3 separate regions of the Mus musculus genome follow, and all the other regions are linked to region 2. Evidence: chromatin contacts called from public Hi-C and promoter capture Hi-C data. All regions are on one chromosome and are shown on one strand. The core of a region is the stretch at or near the end of the contact, and the rest is flanking DNA. Distances in the headings are between cores, read along the strand shown.

Region 1 (4,475 bases), core at 775-3,274, 320 kb before region 2:
TGGGTCACAGGACTCTTGAAATTGGGTGTGTGGATCTTGTGATTCAGGGAATCTGAGATATCTTTGTTTCGCAGAAGCGAAGGGAGAGAGAGAGAACATATCCCATAGAAGCAATCTCTGCTTTACCATGAACCTCTGAAAACAAATGTAACGTGGCCCTTCCGTCATTGGGTTCAAAAGGCTCACCACCACAAAAGCCACCTGCTGTTCTGGGTCAGTTTATTCACAGATCCTTTCAGAGACCAAAAAATAGCCTGATGTAGGGGCCTGTGCCTGTAATCTCAGCACCTGTAAGGTCAAAGCAGGGTTGCTCCAAGTCCAGGCCAGACTGGCCTACGTAGTCAGCCCTTCTCTCAAAACAAAAACAAAAACCCACAAAGAGGTATGGGAAGATGGCTCAGTTGGTAAAGTGCTTGCATTGTAAGAAGGAGGACCCAAGTTTAACCCATGTTTTTTGTTGTTGTTTTTCTTTTTAAGTGAGTATGGGGGCATGGTCAGCTACATGGCTGATCGGGTGAAGATAGTGGCTGCGGAGCTGATCAACCTAAGTTCGGTCCCTGGGATCCACCTGATGGAAGGAGAGCACACATTCCAGCAAGCTGTCTTCTTATCTCCACCCATGAGCCACGCACGCATGCGTGTGCGCACACACGCAAAACACACACACTAAACTGTAAAAATACTTGTAAGTGAGCCACAATGGCACTTGCTTATAACCCTAGAGCTGAAGAGGTGGATGGATCCCTGGGGTTTCCTGGTTGGTTAGCCTAGCCTAATTAGTGGGCCCCGGGCTAGTGAGAAATCCCAGCTTTAAAAAAACAAAGTGGATGGTGCAGGTTGACCTCTGACTTCCACAGCCGCTTGTGCATCTGCACACACAAAGAAATTAAAAACAAAAACAACAGCAACAACAAGAAAACAGGGCTGGAGAAATGGCTCAGTGGTTAAGAGCACTGACTGCTCTTCCGAAGGTCCTGAATTCAAAATCCCAGCAACCACATGGTGGCTCACAACCATCTGTACAGCTACAGTGTACTCATATACATAAAAACAAACAAACAAACAAACAAACAAACAAAAAGCAGAGCAAGCAGTGGGCAGTAGATGCTCTTGAGGCCACAACACAGCACACAGAAGCCACAAAACGTTTACTTCTGCGGAATCTGTCTTCAGGCTGCAAGACTTCTTCTGGTTTTTCTATTACACCCTCACTCCTGTCTGATGTGCACTGGCTATTAAAGTTGTTTCCTGGCTGCCAAGCGCAGGGACCACTCCAAGGTGATGTTAGGGTTAAAAAAGAAGACAGGAAATATCAGAGCTTGTATGGGAGTGGGGGCCCTTCCTGGAGAGTAAATAGAGTCGGGCCCAGCCCCAGCCGGCAGGAAGCGACCTGGCTTTGATCCCAGTTCCTGCACTTGGGCGACAGGTGGGTCCCCTGCACTGTCACCAGGAGCATATGTCGGAGCTGTAGGGCTGTGACCATCTGCCTACACTAATCCTAAAGCAAGCAGATTTGCTCCCAACGTCAAGGGAGAAGAAAGGCTACAGACAGGCTCCTGGATGTTCCATTTCTCTAAAATCATGCAGGCTCGGCGATCGGCGTCTTCAAATCTCTGCAGTCCTAAGGCTGCAAAGGCTGCAATGGGGGTCATGCTATGAAGCGGGTTCACGAGCAGACATTTAGGGGTTCCAAAGCAGGGGTAGGGGTGGTGCCCTGTAGGTGTGCAGCAGAGAACACAAGTACAGTCCCCTCTCCCTCCCTCGATCGTCCCAGTTAACGCAGCCAATGGAGGAGAGGGATCGGAAAACTGGGAGCACCTCTGCTCTGTGCCACCCAAATAACATCGATCGGAGTCTCCACGGCCCTTGTCACCGATGTTACGGGGACATCGCGCCGCACTTACCTGTGCCCACGCCCGGTGGGGCGGGTTCCCAGCGGAGGCTTCTGTACTCCTCGGTTTTAGCTACAGTCCGGCCCTCCCCCGGCCTCAGGCTAGAGGGCGGGCCGGAAGCAATAATCAACTCAGCGTTGATCGGCCAGATTCGGAGTGACGCAACTGCCTGGAAGCTCACGATTGGCTGCTGCGCTCAGCCGCAATTTCTCCGGCTCGGGGTGGCGCGCGTGCGCACTCTCGAGGTCGCGCCGGGTCCCGCTAGCCAGCGGCGCTCTGTGCTAGTCGGGAGGAAAGGAGCGGGTTGCTACGTCCCCTCTCAGGACTCCGCGGGTCCCAGCGCGTCCTCACATGCCTGCTTCCTGCGCTCCAACCTTCTCCGGCACGTCCCTCCTTCTTGCCTGAAGCACTTCTCGTCTACACCGGCCTGCACCGCTCCCGAAGCGGAGTCAGGTTTTTTCAGGGTTGGATTTCTTTAGTTGACACAGGAGTCTGTTTTCCAGCCTTCATAAGAAAGGATAGTCGTCATTTCTAATTCTTCATTTCTTGTTTAAAGATTTATTTATTCTTATGTGCCTTGTGCAGTTTGCCTTCTTTTGCCTGCATTCATGTCCGTGTGACGTTGTCAGATCCCCTGGTACTGGAGTCACAGTTGTGAGCTCCCATGTGGATGCTGGGTATTGACACCGGGTCCCCGGGTTAGTGCTCTTAACTGCTGAGCCATCTCTCTAGCCTCTTATTAACTTTTTAGTTTTTAAAAAAATATTTATTTGTATGTGTGTTCCTGTGTGCACGTGCGCAATGCGCTAGGTGCAGAGATCAGAGGACAGCTTTCTAAAGTTGGTTTTTTTCCTACCACCGTGTGGGTCCCAGGGTTCGAACTCAGTACTTCAGGCTTCTCAGCCTTTACCTACTGAGCCACCTCACCGGTAAATTCTGTATTATTTTTTTTAATTAGTGTGTTTTAGATTTTGATTTGTTTATGTGTGAGAGTATAAGCAGATGTATGTGTTGTGTGTAGGGGTGTGTGTACCTGTATATAACCCACACAGGCCTGAAGAGGGCATCCACCGGGTGCTCTCTGCTGCTATTCTGCCTGTTCTGAGGCAAGGTTGCCTACTGTCTTCATTAGGCTGGAATCCAGCAACCCCCTGACACCCCCTGGTTTCTGCTCACCTTGGGGTTAAGGTTAAGTCATTTGCAGGGACACCTGGTGTGTTAAGAGGACGCTGGATCTGATTCTGGTCCTCACTGCAGAGCAGGTGTTCTTAATGTCTGAGCCATCTCTCCAGCCCCTCGTTAGTTTTAGGGGGTCTTTTTTTTTTCTCTCCTTACAACATTTATTTAGTGTATGTGTGTCTGTCTCTCTGTCTTTGGTCAGAGGACAACTTATTGGAATTGGTTGTCTAGTTCTATTGTGAAGCGAGAATCCATATTCAATTGAGTTCAGGTTTTCAGGTGAGTGTCTTTACCCTCTGAGCCATCTTGCTGACTTGCCTGGTTGGTTGGTTGGTTTGACACAGGGTCTCACTGAATTACTCAAGCTGGGATGGAATTCACGATGTAGCTCAGGTTAGCCTTGAACTTGCAACCTTCCTTCCTCAGCCTCCTGAGTGCCGAGATTCTAGGCTGTATCATGACACTTGATGTTTTGCTATATCTGGGGTGAAGGAAGGTGTGTGGTACGAGCATGCTGTTTGGTCTTTGCTTGCAGTGCTGGGGATCGAAGCGGGGCCTTGCCCGTGTTCTGTCACCTAGCTCTTCTCCCTTCTTAGCTTTTCTGTCTAATCAGGTTTGGGTCACTTGGCCATCACTGTGCATTGCCTAATGAAGAGTTCCAGAAATGGTTTAGAAAAAATACAGGGCTCACCAGCCTCTCCCAGAATTGACAGAGCCACTTTGCCTTCCCCACCAGGATGGGCTGGACTCTTGAAGTATGAGCCAAACTACAGCCTTCCGCTCTGGCCTCTAGATGGTCACACGCCCTTGTATATACGTGACAACACGCAAACCACACAGAACAAATAAAACTGAAATCAGAAGTGTGTCTGTCCCTCTCTCCTTGCCGGGGGTGGGGGGGGGGTGGGGGGGGGGGGAGGACACTGCCTACAGATGCTAGTTCATCAACGGATGTAAATGTAAGCAAGATGCCCTGAAGTGAAAAGGGAATTTTAGTTTTGTTGTTTTGAGACAGGATTTCAGTATGTAGCCTTGACTGTTCTGGAACTGGCTATGTAGACCAAGCCGATTCCAAGCTCAGAGATCTGCCTGCCTGTGCCTCGGGAGTATTTTTTTCCCCCTGAGACAGGGTTTCTCTGTGTAGCCCTGGCAGTCCTGGAACTCACTTCTCACTTTGTAGACCAGGCTGCCTCTGCCTCCCAAGTGCTGGGATTAAAGGCATGCACCACCACGCCCGGCTTGGTTCTTGTTTTTGTTTCCAATAATAATAATAATAACAACAACAACAATAATAATAATAATAATAATGCCACAAAACCTCTAGAATACAAACAGCAGTGGGCCATAGTCCCTTGTGGTGCCTAAGGAGCACAGGGACCTCCCGATCTCATTACAAAGCCCCTC
Region 2 (4,124 bases), core at 871-3,370:
ATAGCATAAGTCCTCTGATTTTACTGTCTCCAGAGAAAATCATATCCTCAATGCCTGGGTCTTTCCATCTGGAATTTGGCAACTCTGCTGATCCCTTCTCATAGTGGGAACTCTTGTAGGAAGTCTAAGAGCAATTATTTTGGGGATATATGCTATTTTTATGTCTTCTTGTACATCACCTTCTTTGGTCAGGAGGAAATTAGAATTCTGGAAATACGTTTAATTATTAAAAGGACAAGCCTTGGCTTCAAGTAGTTGCAAATATGAATTATTAGTCCATGTCATGAAAGGGCTGGAGAACTACAAAGAAACAATGATAATCTATTTGTCACACCCAATTAAGATCTGCCCTGGCCTGGGAGTAAAAGAGCATTAAATCTGTGAGTGGTAACTTCAAGCAGCATGTCTATATTTGGGTAATTCTGAACATGCCTGGATTTGGTACCTTACAGCATCCTCTAAAAATGTACTACTTTAGAAAGTGTTTTGAGATTTTGTTGCCTTCGTGATTGCAGTTTGTGTGTGTGTGTGTGTGTGGGGGGTGTTATTTGAGCTTTTGAGTTTCCATGTAGCCAAAGAAAGAAAGTCTAGGAAGAAATGGTAGACTCAAGGTCAAATTCAACAAGGGGAAACTTCTTTGTGGTGAGTCTAGACAACAAAGCCATTAGCCCAGTGTTCACCCCCCTGCCTACACCCTACCTTTTCCATTGATGAATATTCTTACCTGAGCCATCCTCGCTTCTGAGTCCTGCTCTGGGTCCTGTGGAGACTGAATATCCTGTCTGTAGTTTTTAATCCTTGAAGAGATTTTTCATGAATAGAACTTTCCTTATAATTTAGCAACACTGTCCTTGAAAACCCCCACAACTATTTACATAACAGAAGCTATTGTTTGAAGTGCAAAACAGGTCAGAATTTGGTTCCCAGAGATTAATCACTGCAGTCTATTTTGTATTATCATAATAATTTCATTTATTTTGATACAATTTGTTTTCAGAATCAACCCCAGCTTCTTTGCACAAGTGACAAATCCATTTGTTTCTGGTAGAATGGGTAATGTGATTAATGACCTTGCAACAGGATTTCTTTAAAAAGGGGGAACTTTTTTTTTTTCATTTTTAATTCACAGTAAACCAGCTGAGTCTGTTAAGTGTGTAACTGTTCTGAACTTGTAAGCCATGGGTAAGATTTTGAAATACCCCCTCCCAATCTTTTGCGGGGTTTCTGGGTATTAATATTAGGCTTTCTCCAAGAATCTGATGATACTAGTCTCCAGGTGTAAAGTGGACTTGTTGGATTCCCGCATTAAAAAGAACGGGGCCCCAGTCTTTGCCATGGCCCCATCATGTTTATTCCGGCTGGATGTTCTCATCAAACCGAGGTCATGCGAAATAAATAAGGTCATGCCTAGAAGGATATTGTCCCCGCACAAGAACCTTCGAGTGAACTCGTGACTACTGCCTCCTGGTCTTCTGTGTGGGCATCCCCTTCTTTCTTGCAGCATCCAGGACCCACTTCTGTCCCTGCTGGTCTGTTTCTTTCTTTCTTTCTTTCTTTCTTTCTTTCTTTCTTGTTTTCTTCCGTTTTTCCCCTTGAGTTCTCTGGGGTTGGGCCTGGGATTTTGGGTACGCCTACAGACTGTCCGCCTCTGCAATCGACCGTCGTGCTTCCCGCGCCAGAACAAGGAAGCCCACGCGAGCCGCGTAGGTGGCTCGCGTGGAAGACCCGGGTTCGAGTCCCGCTGGGAGAATTCCTCCTAGGCAAGTGGAGTCATCTCGGTCAGGATTTCTCAGCCGGAAGCCGCGCCAACACCTCTCATCGTGGGCGGCAAGTTGTCCCCGGGGCTTCTTTGACCGTGCGGGGCCAGCCGACGCTTTCTCTGACCGTTTCCGAAGCCCAGTTTCCTTTCCTAAGGAGCCTTGGGGATCCTGCACTCGCGTCTCTGAAACCCAACCCACGACAGAACCCAGCCGCCTGGGCCAGCTTAGCAATGCGCCCGCGCCCCGCCCTCCGCGTGACGCGAACGCCGGCGGACCAATCAGAGAGCGCGGCGCGAGCCCCACGCGCCTGTGGCCCCACCCTCCAAGCTTAAGAAAGGGCGCGCGGGCAGAGCCCGGGCCAGAACGCCGCGCAAAGCGGAGAGCGGGTTTTTGCGACGGCAGGCGGCGCTTGTGCTGCCGTTTCCGTGCTGCACGCGGTTCCCTCGAGTGCCGCGCTCGGACAGACGTAGCCGGCCGCGAAGGCGCCCAGACGGCAAACCAGCGACCCATGCTGAAGTGAGCACACAGGTCAGCGAGATGCTGGCGCTGCTGACCGTCGGCGTGGCGCTCGCCGTGGCCGCCGGACGAGCCCAGGACAGCCCGATACCTGGCAGCCGCTTCGTGTGCACCGCGTTGCCCCCCGAAGCGGCGCGCGCCGGCTGCCCGCTGCCCGCGATGCCCATGCAGGGAGGCGCTCTGAGCCCCGAGGAGGAGCTGCGAGCCGCTGTGCTGCAGCTGCGCGAGACCGTCGTGCAGCAGAAGGAGACGCTGGGCGCCCAGCGAGAAGCCATCCGAGAGCTCACCGGCAAGCTGGCCCGCTGCGAGGGGCTGGCGGGCGGCAAGGCGCGCGGCACAGGCAAGGACACCATGGGCGACCTGCCGCGGGACCCGGGCCACGTCGTGGAGCAGCTTAGCCGCTCCTTGCAAACCCTCAAGGACCGCTTGGAGAGCCTCGAGGTACCTGTGCGCGGTGGCATCTAGCGGGTGGTGGTCCCCGGGATCGTGGGACTGAGGATGCGGGAGAAATGGGTACGTGGGCTGGCCGGGCGCCCCCATCCACGGGGAGAGCTGAGTTCGGGGGTGCAAGTCTCGCTCCTACTCTGGACCTTACTGTGATGGCCTCCCGTCTCCTTGTCCTCTTCTGTCCCCACGTTCGATGGGAAAGGTGAAATTCTCACCCCCATCTCCATTCCGTCGCGCGCGGGGACTTACCCACTAGACTCACCGTGAACTTACCGAGGTTTTTACCTAAAGAACCCAGACTGCCAAGCCTGGAGGGCAAAACCCGGTGACCCCGGCAGCCTGTTTCCTCTTTGCAAACCTCCACTTTCAGAAGCGGGACACGCTCCTGCTGGCTGTACCCAGTGCTGAGACTGCCACCGGAGGTCAGCTGCCCCTGGGCATCTGGTGTTTTCTTTGACAAATTGCGTCGGGGTGTGGGAGGACTGGTCTTGACTGATCTGCAGGATAGTGGAGGGGGAAAGCCAGCGACCCCAGGATGTAAGCAAGCCCCTTATTAACCTCAAAGACGCCTCTTCACAGAGTCAGCTTTTTTTTTTTTTTTTTTTTAAAGATGCCCTTAGCTATGACTTTAGGGGAACGGACTTTATCTCGCTATCTTCTCCCGTGGGTAATTTGGAACTTTGGGGGAGAAATCATCAATTAATTTTCATCTTACTTCCCACCTTGTTTAAGAAGTGTGGACATTTCTGTTAACAGCGTTTATCAAAAATACCTATTAGCAAAAATGAGGTTTAAATTACAGGTGTTAATTATTGCTAAATTATCGGAGTGTTGCTTTTGGCATGATTGCTATATACAGTATTCCCAGCATCTGTGGGTCCATGAGTCATGATTACTGAGAGCTCACACTTTTTGAGTTCTAAGTGTGACTCAGGCAGAGTATTTAATTTTAACCCTTGTAATAGAGAATGGCTCGAGGCAGGTCCAGTTTTCTACAGTTTATAATCTGGTACACTGGGACACAGGGATTCAGGCGCTTGCCAAGGGCTCATGGCTGAGGGTGGCTGGCAGCCTCCGAGCCAGCGTGATGGCAGAGGAGTGAGAGAAATAGGAAGTGAGGGTTTGGATACATTAAAAACGGAGCTGTCTGGGGTTTAGTAACGTATTATACCTGACCTTTTCCAGGAATATGGCAGAGCCCGTTTGCCCTTGTACCATTTTGGAACTTGGGGACCGTGTTCATTTCTAGATGAAAGCTCGCTGGCTTTGAGTACCATTGATTAACTGTTTGAAAAAAAAATCTTAACTGTGTTTTGGGCTTTTTATGACATAGAATTGTAGATGTTGGCCAAATTTTTAGGCTTTTTGGTAAGAGAAGAAAAGCAGCTTTTTCGAGAGGAG
Region 3 (4,689 bases), core at 2,119-4,618, 450 kb before region 2:
TAGTGCTGTGTTGCTTTCCATTTTAGAAAGACTTCCCTCTACTGTCTTTGGGTTTTCTTTGTTTGTTGGTTTGAAGACAGGGCTCCTCTGTGTAGCTCTCTCTGGCTGTTCTGGAACTTGCTCTGTTTATCAGACCTGCCTTGAGCTCAGAGATCTGCCTGCCTCTGCTTCTCAGGTGCTGAGATTAAAGACATGCACCACCACCATCCAGCTCTTTGTTTTGAAAGGTTTACTCAATTGTATATTTATATGTTGTTTGGGGGGCGGGTTAGTTGTTTAGGACGAGGTTTTCATGGAACTCAGACTGTCTTTGAACTCCTGATCCTTCGCTACTACTTCCTAGTGCTGGGGTGACAGAGGTGTTCCACCACATCTCTGATTCTGTTTTCCTGTGCTTAGAGGGCTGGAGATAGAGCTCAGTTGGTAAAGTGCAGACCTCACATTCATGAAGCACTGGGCTTGCTTGCACTCCAGTACTACAGATCCTAGGCTTAGTGACATGTCTGAAATCCAACCACTTAGGAGGAAGAAACAGGGGTATCAGAAGTTCAAAGTCATCTTTTGCTCTGTACTGAGTTCACAGCCAGCCTACGACAACATGAGACTCTGTCTCAAAAAGAAAGAGAAGAAGGAGGGAGAGGAAGAGCAAGAGGTGGGAGAGAGGGGCTCAGCAATTAAGAGCACTTGTCACTCCTACAGAGGACTGGGGTTCAGTTCCCAGAACCCATTTGGAGCCCTCACAACTGCCTGTAACTCTGGCTCCTGAGGATTAAATACCCTTTTCCAGTCTCCAATGGCACAGTTCAAACACAGATACAGCCATACAAGCAGGCAAAAGAAAACAAAACAAAATTCACAAAACAATCTTCTTTTCTCTTTCTTTTTTTCCTTCATTAGAAAGAATGGCTATGTTTAACTACTGGCCCACAAAATTCCTAACGATTTTACCAATGGCTTTCCTCAGGACCCTCCTGGATGCCCCATATGATGAGAGTTGAGCTCACAGGGCACCACCTCTTCATAGCTGCAACTCATCCTGTGCGAAACATATCCTTCGGCGTGCAAGCCGCTAGCAGGGCTGGCTGGCAGAACACACAATGCCAGGAGGTCGGGTGTTCTGAACGGTGGCTTGGCACTGAGGAGAACCTGGAGAAGGCTGCAGACAAGTGCAAACCGGGACAGAACCACTGACTTATAATTGATTCCGAGCCCAGGGAAATCTCAGTTTAACTTATGCTAAAAGCTGACTTCTTCTTTTTTTGTTTTTTTTGTTTTTTTGTTTTTTTGTTTTTTTTTGTTTCCTGACTCTGAGGTGAAACCTCACCAACCCAGCAAGTCTTTGTTTGTCTTGCAGATTCTCTAACTAGGAGTCTCTGAGACAAGTGCGGGGCAAAGGTAGAGGCGGTGCGGTGGGGGCTGGGGTAAAGGTTTCCATTAGACAGCCTCTGAGGAATGTGTACCTTACCCCGTGCTCCACGGGAGGGGGAAAACAGTTGTGTGTTTGTGTGTGTTTCAACTGTGGGGCTTGCTCACATAATAACAAGACCTGCTTTGTGATCGCAGAATGCCTCGTTGTTGGGGTGCATCTTAATTATGATTAATTACCAGGAGGATTATGAGGAAGGGCTTTCACTGAGCCAGCTCTGCTCCTCACAGAGCCTCTTGTCAGGTTGGAGCATGAATTCCCGGCTTCCTTGGATGCAGTGGGTAGAGCTTCCGGATGGAAGTCAACGCACAGCGGGGCAATTGTACCTCCTCTCTAGACCTTTGCCTTCCTTCCCCTCTGCCCAGAAAGATCAGCAGGAAGAGGCCGAGTTGAGCTCAAGTGTCACAGGCCGGCTACTGCTTTCCTCAGGTTTTTAGTGTGGCTTGCCTCGATCAACACCAGACATATTCCCTAGACATCCTGTGCCCCGGGCTGAGTCAGTTAGCACCACGGACAGCTAAGTGTTTACAATGGGTTTTTGGAGGGAGTTTGGAAACCAGGTGAAGCTCTGGGCTTGCAAGTTGCTAAAGTTCCACCTGATAAGATGCAAGGCAGCTCTTCAGGTGTTTTTATTCACAAATTGGACTCCCAGAGTCAGCAAAGGTGGTCTCCCCAACCCCAAGGAAGGGGCTCAGAGCTGTGTTACAGTCAAACACTTTCTCCCTTTCTATTATGTGTGCATGGATGTATGTGTTGTGTGCATGGATGTATGTGTTGTGTGCATGGATGTATGTGTTGCTTGTGTTTGCATGTGATTTGTTTATGTGTGTGCATTTTCTCCACCTGTCCCTGTGTATGTATGTGTGTGTGTGTGTGTGTGTGTGTGTGTGTGTGAAGGCCAGAAGAGTGTCTTTCCTCGGGGTCAGGGTCCACTTTTTGTTTTTGAGGCAGGGTCTCTTATTGGCCCGAAACTTACCTAGCAAGTTTGTCTGGCTTGTCAGCGAGTCCTACGAGCCATCTTTTTTTCTGCCTCTTCAGCAAGCATTGTCCACTAAGGTTAGATTTTCTTTATGTGGATTTCTTGGGGATCAAATTCAGGCCCTCAAGCTTGCAAGGCAAGCAATCTCTTCATTGCATTTGAGACATCTTCTACCTCACCTGGAAGTTGCTCCCTCCTCACACCCATCACCAACACCTAGCACAGTTCCAGTAGAGAACACCCAGGAGGAGCTCCAAGGTGACTCAAGACAGGGCTGCTGTCCTCAAGGGGTTTACAGTCACAGGAACAATAAAACATGACAGTCGGCCCAGGGCTGGGCTAGGTCGGGGCTGTGGATGCTCAGTTATTTGTGGGATTGGGGTGAAGCCATCGATGAAGTCATACATATTCCAGGTGTGTCTTGACGAATGAAAGGATGCGCATCTGCCAGGTGAACAAGAGGGGGCAGGAAGGGCTGGCTGTCTTGGCAGAGGAGCTGGCTTGAGCTCACTGCTACGTCAGTAAGTGAAGTCAGAAACATTCTGTGCTTGATCAATTAAAATTTTTAAAAATTTCAACGTTTCCTCAAGAGCTTATCTGATATGAGGGTCAGCCTAAGAAGAAGAGGCTAAGAAAGTTCTGATAAGTGAAAATGAAGAAAGTAAAACCGGGGATAAAATACCGAGAACCATGTTGGTAAAAATTAGAAAAGAAAAATAAAAAGTAGGAGAAAGAGAGACAAAAGTCCCAGATTAAATTATGTGGGTTATTATGGACTTCTTTATATCTTCCTAAAATAATTGTCGATGTTACCTGCTGCCCACGCCTCATTCCTCTGTCTGCAGGGGGCGCACCGATCGCCACCTTGCCGCCTATGGCTGAGAGGGTGGGGCTCCCGGAGTCAGTATGGATTGACGATTGGCTGGTCCAGGTGTCGGTCCCGGCATCCCGCCTCAGCTCTACGTCACATGACGCAGCCCATCATGGCGGCGGGAGCGCGGCTGCCTGGGCCCGCGGCTCCGCAGGCTGGGCGCCGTTGCTGCTGTTGAGGGGCGGCGGCGGCGGCGGTGGCGGCGCTGACGGGCGGGAAGGATGATGCTGGCTCCGAGGCCAGAGCGGCGGATGCAGACCAGGAACAAGGTTGACGTTTGGCTAAAGAGACGTGTGTCCCGAAGCAGCCGGCGCCGGTGTCGCTGAGGCGGCGCGGAGGGCTGACCGACTGACTGAAGGCGGCGACCCGAGAGCCGGCCCCGTGGGGGACCGCGCGGTGGACGAGATGCCGGGGCCGCCGGCGTCGCCGCCGCCGCCGATGCTCCTGCTGCTCCTGCTCCTGACGGTCGGCTGTGCCCGGGCCGCGCCACTTCCGCAAACAGGTGCAGGTGAGCGGAGCCCGGGGGCTGCGGGGCCGCTGCGTCTTGCGGGGCGGCGGCGAGGGCGGCGGGCTTGCGGGGTTGGGCCACCTCTGCGGCGGATCGGAGGCCTGCCGAGGGCAGGAGGCCGCGGGATGCCCGCGATCTCAGGGAGATTTCTTGCCGCAGGGGCGTGGGATGGGGGGCGGGGGCGCGGCGACACGGTGGGGGTTGGGGAAGACGGCGGGGCGAGGTGGCAGCGATGGGTTCCCCTACCTCCCGGGGGACTCTTTTTCCCGGACTCTTAAACTTGTTGCCCTAAAGGTACCTCCAGCTTCTGTCCTCGACACTTCCTTTTTTTTTTTTTTCTTCTTCCAGATGTCACCTGCCTCTGGTGGCTTTTCTCCCGTCTTATTATAAGAACCGTTTCTTATTTCTCGTCATTCCTTAAATGAAACCAATGACTCGCGGAAGCTGTGCAGTTTCCTTGGCTCACCGAAACTTGTTCTAAAGTTGTAAATTGATTTTAGATGCTGTGGTTGTTGGGCTATTGGTTTATTTATCTGTTTATTTATTTATTTTTTCGGAATGAGTCGCTGGGGATGAGAAAGGAACAAACGATACATAATTTTGTTTTAGGAAGCTAGTGACTGGAGTAGCATAGCAGCTTTTGCGTATCCACTGACAAATTGGCCTGAGGGTAATTGAACTATTTCAGCGAGTGATTCTCTTTTCAAGCTCTCAGCCCTTCTGTATTTTCTGCATATAGTTTTGATTTGGAGTTTATAAATAAAACTTCAGCCAAAGAAACCATCTCAGAAATTTTAAGAAAAAAAAACAAATCTAGGCTAACTTTCCATCATTACGGCTTTCTTTCTTTCTTTCTTTTTTTTTTTCAACGAAGGGGGAGGTATTGACATTTCAAAGAACTTTAG

What was found. Promoter capture Hi-C pulls out the DNA fragments that hold promoters and counts their contacts. Hi-C and Micro-C count contacts between places; a contact is called where the count stands out from the background.
Region 1: a Hi-C map of nephron progenitors shows a contact between it and region 2, with 2.4 times the contacts expected there. The contact joins the promoter of Tecpr1 here to the promoter of Nptx2 in region 2. A contact is called at or near these places in 2 of 39 promoter capture datasets (cranial neural crest and hippocampal neurons), 1 of 484 Hi-C or Micro-C datasets (nephron progenitors) and 2 of 115 datasets of contacts at active chromatin or transcription factors (embryonic stem cells and stem cell-derived neural progenitor cells).
Region 3: a promoter capture Hi-C map of hippocampal neurons shows a contact between it and region 2, with 2.8 times the contacts expected there. The contact joins the promoter of Lmtk2 here to the promoter of Nptx2 in region 2. A contact is called at or near these places in 1 of 39 promoter capture datasets (hippocampal neurons) and 1 of 115 datasets of contacts at active chromatin or transcription factors (embryonic stem cells).

Annotation. Positions count from the first base shown.
Region 1 is chr5:144,221,591-144,226,065 of GRCm38.p6, forward strand. It overlaps Tecpr1 (tectonin beta-propeller repeat containing 1), which reads right to left and starts at 2,025. Exons shown (of 25, transcript NM_027410.2): 1 at 1,905-2,025.
Region 2 is chr5:144,543,767-144,547,890 of GRCm38.p6, forward strand. Nptx2 (neuronal pentraxin 2) reads left to right here and starts at 2,121. Exons shown (of 5, transcript NM_016789.3): 1 at 2,121-2,717. The coding sequence starts at 2,298.
Region 3 is chr5:144,096,993-144,101,681 of GRCm38.p6, forward strand. It overlaps Lmtk2 (lemur tyrosine kinase 2), which reads left to right and starts at 3,369. Exons shown (of 14, transcript NM_001081109.2): 1 at 3,369-3,784. The coding sequence starts at 3,682.